Regions from separate parts of the Zea mays genome. Here region 2 is linked to region 1. A link is a contact called in public Hi-C data. All regions are on one chromosome and are shown on one strand. The core of a region is the stretch at or near the end of the contact, and the rest is flanking DNA. Distances in the headings are between cores, read along the strand shown. Region 1 holds the start of LOC100216939. Region 2 holds the start of LOC100280191.

Evidence for each region. Hi-C and Micro-C count contacts between places; a contact is called where the count stands out from the background.
Region 2: a Hi-C map of bundle sheath shows a contact between it and region 1, with 4 times the contacts expected there. The contact joins the promoter of LOC100280191 here to the promoter of LOC100216939 in region 1. A contact is called at or near these places in 7 of 25 Hi-C or Micro-C datasets (bundle sheath, ear, leaf and 2 more) and 2 of 3 datasets of contacts at active chromatin or transcription factors (leaf and seedling).

What each region holds. Positions count from the first base shown.
Region 1 is chr7:18,736,785-18,740,286 of Zm-B73-REFERENCE-NAM-5.0, reverse strand. It overlaps LOC100216939, which reads left to right and starts at 1,329. Exons shown (of 3, transcript NM_001143322.1): 1 at 1,329-2,048. The coding sequence starts at 1,356.
Region 2 is chr7:18,953,602-18,956,755 of Zm-B73-REFERENCE-NAM-5.0, reverse strand. It overlaps LOC100280191, which reads left to right and starts at 1,896. Exons shown (of 2, transcript NM_001367922.1): 1 at 1,896-3,154. The coding sequence starts at 2,191.

The DNA of each region.
Region 1 (3,502 bases), core at 80-2,579:
TAAAACTGAGTCACGATCTCCCACGAGTTTGGCCTCGGGCGCAACAGGGAGCTCCGCCTCGCCTGACCTCAGTCCTCGGCCTCAGCCTCGGCCTCAGAAGAAGATCTCCACCTCGCCCGACCTGGGCCTCGGACCGACTACGCCACAGGGGATACATCATTACCCTACTCCTAGCTAGCTGCCTCAGGCTACGAAGGAACAAGACCGGTGTCCCATCTAAGGTCACTCCGGTAACAGGTAATGATGGTCCCCCGCGTGCGCCCATGACGTCGGTTGCTCTCAAACCCCCCTACGGAAGCAAGACAACGTCAGCAGGATCCATGCCGCGCCGACAGCTATGCTTCTACAGGGCTCAAGGTACTTCTCCGCCAGCCACGATAGCACATAGCTACACCCCCTTGTACAGCTGGACATCTCCTTGTATCTATAAAGGGGGATGTCCAGGGCCTTCCTAAGGCACGTCCTGGACAGACGTTGCAACACTGACAACGTTGGACGACACCCTCTCGCTCTCGCCCTCGCTGTCTCGCGACGCTTGTAACCCCTACTACGAGCACCCCGATGCGAGATAATATAAGCCATATTTCCCTCTTGTGTTCCATCTTGCATCATCCTATCTGGGCAGGGACACGCAGCAACAAATTTATTGGTCGGTTGACGGTCCTCGCGGGTTCGAAACGCCGAGATATATATATATAATATATTTATTTAATATTTGACAAGACCGCATGTTTCCAAACGTAATATATATGGTTATATTTAATATAATTATATTTGATATATATATATAATAATAATAATAATAATATGGTGCCAAACATAGGATAGAGTCTTCACACTAGAACCAAACAGAAAAACAGGGTGGCTCTGTTCTGATTGCCAAACACAGAATCGAGTCATTCCATATTCAGAATCTGGAATAGAGTCATTCCGTCCAAATAGGCTCTGGAACCAAACACTACTGTGCTGGTAAATGTTCGAATGATGCTTCTGTCCACATATTTTCCAGTTATCCTATTTGCTATTTTGAAATTTCTTTAACCATGCAGTTTATCAGCCACGGCCCACGGGCCCAACCTGACCGACATGGGCCGAGCTGGAGAGGGTGGGCGGCGGCGCCCGAACAGGTCAGATCAATAGTGCAGTTTTTCAGCAACGGAAAGAATCAGCCCGCCGGTTGCCAACAAGTCCCCCTGGGCTGTGGGTCTCTGACAAATGACAATCCTTTCCCCATCACTCTTGCAGCGTCCGCGTGTCAAATTCCTATTGGAGCCGGATCCTCAAGTTCCCAGCCCACTACGAAATTGTACCCATCCCCAACCAGATCCCCCGCTTCTCCCGCAACCGCGTCGGCGATGGCATCCGCGGCGGCGGCGACCGGCGACGGCGAGAAGGCGCACGCGCACCTAGGGCAGCCTCTCCTCGTGCCGCCGCAGCCCCCTCAACAACCCTACTACGCCTACCCGGCCGCCTCCTACGTGCAGCCCGCCCCACCGCCGCCGCCGGCCCCGACGCTCGTCTTCGTGCCGTCCCCCTGCTCCCCGATGCTCGTGCGCCTCCGCCGCCTGCGCCCGCGCCGCGCGTCCTGCCTCCGCCGATTCTGCGCGCGCGCGCTCCCGCTCCTCCTCTTCCTCGCGCTCCTCGCGGGGCTCGCCTTCCTCCTCTACCCGTCCGCCCCGGCCGCCCGCGTCGCCGACCTCCGTGTCGACAGCTTCCGCGCGCAGCCGCCCGTCCTCGGCCTCGGCCTCGCGCTGCGGCTCCGCGTCAGCAACCCCGGCTTCGTCCTCCCGCTCCGCTACCGCGCGGTCTCCGCCGCCGTCTCCTACCGCGGACACCTGCTCGGGGCCGCCAAAGCGTGGCCCGGGTCCGGCGAGCTTGCGGCCAGGAATGAGGTCTATGCGGATGCTGAGGTGTGGGTGGACGCCGGGAAGGTGCTGGATGACGTGATCGAGCTCATCGGGGACGTGGCCGCGGGGTCAGTGCCGCTTGAGATCGTATCTGAGGTAGTCGGCTCGATCAAGGTGTTCCGTTTCCACATTCCTGTGAAGGTAATTGGGTATTCTCGTCTTCTCGCGGTAGATTGTTACGGACTTTGTTATCCTCCCGTTACCAATAGTTTGGAATTGGGCTAGAGATTTCTAACACTTAAGGACATGAAATGCTATAACTTCAACATTTTTAGCTGTTGGATCTGTTTATAAGTATTAATTTGTAAGATCTAAGGATTTGAGTTAAGTTATCAGGGGCCAGATTCAACTCTTCTGGGCTTAGCTTATGCACGCTTTTCATTGTTTGAATGGTCTGGATTGCTGAACGGGATTTGCAATTTTGAATGTTTATAAGGACGTCTCTTTGTTCACCTAAGATGTTAATAGTGATATTGTTTCATTTTTAATGGTTCCTAGTTTTCGTGAATGATGATATTAGTTGTGAACTTGTGATTGAATCTCGATTGAAAAGAATTGTCAAAATTAGTGGTATGGATGCTTCATTCATAAGTGCATGACAGTGATAGCTCGGGTATGGAATGGACAGCTGGAAAATAGTTTTTTTATTCCATAGAACATGTTCCTAGCATTTATATGGACAGGACTATCATACATGGTGGTAGGCGAATATGGAATATGGTTCACCATCATATCTCTTGGTGTCATAGTTCTTTGGCTTGGCATTTCCATGTTAATAAAGGGGATTTATCAACCTTCTTCAATTTTTATCTGTGAGAAGAATCTAATTATTATATGGCCCTTAGTAACCAGGTTCCCGGATCGATGGGATCGAGGAACGGGAACGTGGTACGCGGAACGCTACAAAAACTAGGATTTAACACTACTGGAACGAGATTGTTCCCACGTTCCCGGAACGGAACGAACGTTCCCGGAACGAGGAACGTGGCCAAGTTCCCAGTTTCCGGTTACTAAGATATGGCCAATAATGGGTTATTGTCATTAGGCTGTTCCTGTATCAGATGTGAATCTGTTAATTTGCCCATAAATGTATTTGCTGGTTCTTTGGCTTGGCATTTCCATGTTAATAAAAGGGACTTATCAACCTTCAATTTTTATCTGTGAGAAGAATCTAATTTTTATATGGCCAATAATGGGTTATTGTCATTAGGCTGTTCCTGTATCAGATGTGAATCTGTTAATTTGCCCATAAATGTATTTGCTGATGCAAGGGAACTGTCAAAAAAAAGTTATTTATACCAGTACACATATGGAGCCAAAAGGTTTTGTAGTCCATTTGTAAAATTATAGTTTTTTTTTGCATGACTTTGTTAGTCTGTTTACCTCCATTATATATTTGTACAAACAACACAGTTTTTGTCCTGAAGTGCAGGTATAGCTCAGAGTATTCGTGTTGAAATATGGTTTAGTCTCCACATGAATGTGGCCTTAGGCAAGCTTGTTCTAACAATCAGGCTTGTTAAAAAATACTGTTCTTTTTCAATGACAATACAAATATGGAAAACTAATTATATAGATGTTAACTGCAATGAACA
Region 2 (3,154 bases), core at 647-3,146, 220 kb before region 1:
CGAGCACGATATCGGCCCTGTTTGTTTCGGCTTCTGACAGCTTCTGGCCATCAAAAACTGCTACGGACTGCTAAACGCTCAGCTTTTCAGCCAGTTTCTATAAAATTCGTTGGGGGCAAAAACCATCCAAAATCAACATAAACACATAATCGGTTGAGTCGTTGTAATAGTAGGAATCCGTCACTTTCTAGATCCTGAGCCCTATGAACAACTTTATCTTCCTTCACATATAATCGTAATGATACTCAGATTTTTCCCACAGACAGATTTTTAGAAAAACTGGTCAGAAAAAAGCAGAACCAAACAGACCCATCATCAGCCAGCGTCTTGTTCAGTCGTGCTGCTATAATTAAATTAATTAATTATCGAGCCCTTTTTTTAAATTGTAAAGGGCCCTTAGTGTCAGTAAGCTGAAGAGCGAAGACATGCCGTACGTGTAGATTGGAGTAGTTTTATCGAGGACGTGCTTGGACCGAAACAGGGGAGAGGGGAAAGAAACAGAGGACAAAGATTCACACGGCTCGGCGTCCAAAAAATTCACCATGTCTGAACCGCAAATTGCTAGGTGCACACAGAAAGGTAACGAGGGATGCCTGGCCTGATGCCTCACTGTAAAGTCAACAAGGAAGTCATATGCCTCATTTGCTATCGCACGCATCGTCTCCGTGCTTGTGCACATCCACACCTCTACGTAGTTACGGGTTTGGGTGACAATATTCAATGCCTTATTATGTCGCAATGAGAGATAAGAGTTGTTCTTATATCCCTTTTGAAGGTGAGCCATGTACTACCAATATATCTCAAAACATCATCTACATTTTGGTCCCTTCTTTTTTTCTGTGTCTATTCAGACTTGCTGAATTCACGGCGGTAACCATAGGAAAAGAAAAATAAAATAAAAGGGAGGATTAGATATTCATAGCAGAATCAAAAGCATAGCGCATGCCAAGACTTTGCCCCCGTCTGATCATTGGTTTATTGATCATCAAATTAAGATCTGTGCACGTATATAGTAATATACTAAGACACTACCAAGTATCAACACTCGCCTCCTAGCTCTAAGGCTCTCTCCAGCAACGTCTTCTAAATTCTATCTACTAAAGTAATATTCTCTGTCTTTTACAGAATCCTCTAAAAAATTTCGTTCTCTATATCTTCGCCAACTCCAGCAACATCCTCTAAATTCGGTACTCTATATCTAACAGAATTCATATACTCATTTTAATACTCATTTTTTGATATTAACACAATTTGAACTTATGTGCGTAATGGAAAAATGAAGTTATTTATTTCTAGAAATTTTATAAAAATGAATTAGGAACTAATTATAATAATTACATTTTGCAACCGACATTACTAATCGTTTTTTCATAACGCCGTCTACGTACATATCTATATATGTATTGGACATAAACTGATAATACTAATCTAATAATCCCAATTAGCAAAAGTGCTGCTACTATTAGATTTACACGCAAAAAAAGAATAGAATTAATTGGCCAGCAGAGGTAGCTGCAGACGGATGACCACATTGAAGAGCGGGCCCAGTGCTGAGCAGACGGATAGCGCGCGTAAGGACTCCTCTATGTTTAGTGTTCGCCGTACGTCCTCTATATTTTAGAGTTCCTTTTAGTGTTCCTTGTTGGACGGCGTAGAGAACGTTTCGTACTCTAAATTTAGAGTACAGAATCATTTAGCGTGTATTGCTGGAGGCAGTCTAATCCTCAACGCAATATGCTATCGGACATCGGTGTACAACAGTGGCGTTCACCTAGCCTCTCATGGTGGGGTATCCACTGCCCTTTCGCACACTCTCTCAGTACTACTGTAGTACTAGAATTTCAACCCATATGTTGAGCAAGAAGACCACCTTCGGGCTTTCCTCTCTCCTCTCGTCCACTTTCTTTCTCTCAGTCACAGAAACACATTCCCTCTCTCTCTCTCCCCGACGGAGTGCGAGTGGGAGCGAGCGGCGGCGGCAGCAGCAGCAGCCACGGCCCCTGTCGCCGTGTGGTGTGCGGGGGCCCCCCTCTCTCCGCTCCTCCCCTACCATACCAGGCTACCACCCAAAACCACACAGAAAAGCAGGCGCACGAACACGCACACGCCAGGCCTGGGCACCACCACCACCACTGCCTTCCCTTGCCCCCGGCTCGCCCCAGGGCCCAGGCCAAGAATCCCCACCCCCAAATGCCTTCCTCCACCCCTTGCTACCGCCGCAGCTTCCTCTTCTTGGCCCTCCTCTCGGCGTGCTCCTCGGCGCCGGGGACGGTGGACGGCGCCGGGACAGCCGGCGGCGGCGGGGATGCCGCGGCAATGCAGGCGCTGCGGCGGGACCTGGCGCCGCCGGGCTGGGGCCCGGGCGCGGACCACTGCGCGTGGCGCGGCGTCACCTGCGCCGGCGGCGGCGGCGCGGTGACCGCGATCGACCTGCCGCGCCGTGGGCTCCGGGGGGACTTCGCCGCCGCCGCCGAGCTCCGCGAGCTGGCACGCCTCGACCTCTCCGCCAACTCGCTCAGCGGCGGAGTCCCGCAGGCGCTCGGCGCGCTCACCCGCCTCGAGTTCCTCGACCTCTCGATGAACGCGCTCGCCGGCGCCGTGCCGCCCGCGCTAGGCGGCGCGTCGAGGCTCCGGTTCCTGAACCTCTCCAACAACGCGCTGTCCGGCGCCATCCCCGACGAGCTCAGGGGCCTCAAGGGGCTCCAGGAGCTGCAGATATCGGGCAACAACCTGACCGGCGCCCTCCCCGGCTGGCTCGCGGGGCTGCCGGGCCTCCGCGTGCTGTCCGCCTACGAGAACGCGCTGTCCGGCCCGATCCCGCCGGGGCTCGGGCTCTCGTCGGAGCTCCAGGTGCTCAACCTCCACTCCAACTCGCTCGAAGGGAGCATCCCCAGCAGCCTCTTCGAGCGCGGCAACCTGCAGGTCCTCATCCTCACCCTGAACCGCCTCAACGGCACCATCCCGGACACCATCGGCCGGTGCCGCGGCCTCTCCAACGTGCGCATCGGTGACAACCTCCTCTCCGGCGCCATCCCGGCGTCCGTCGGGGACGCCGCCAGCCTCACCTACTTCGAGGCCAGCACGAACGACCTGTCCGGCGGGATCCCCGCGCAGCTCGCGCAGTGCGCCAACTTGACGCTGCTCAACCTGGCGT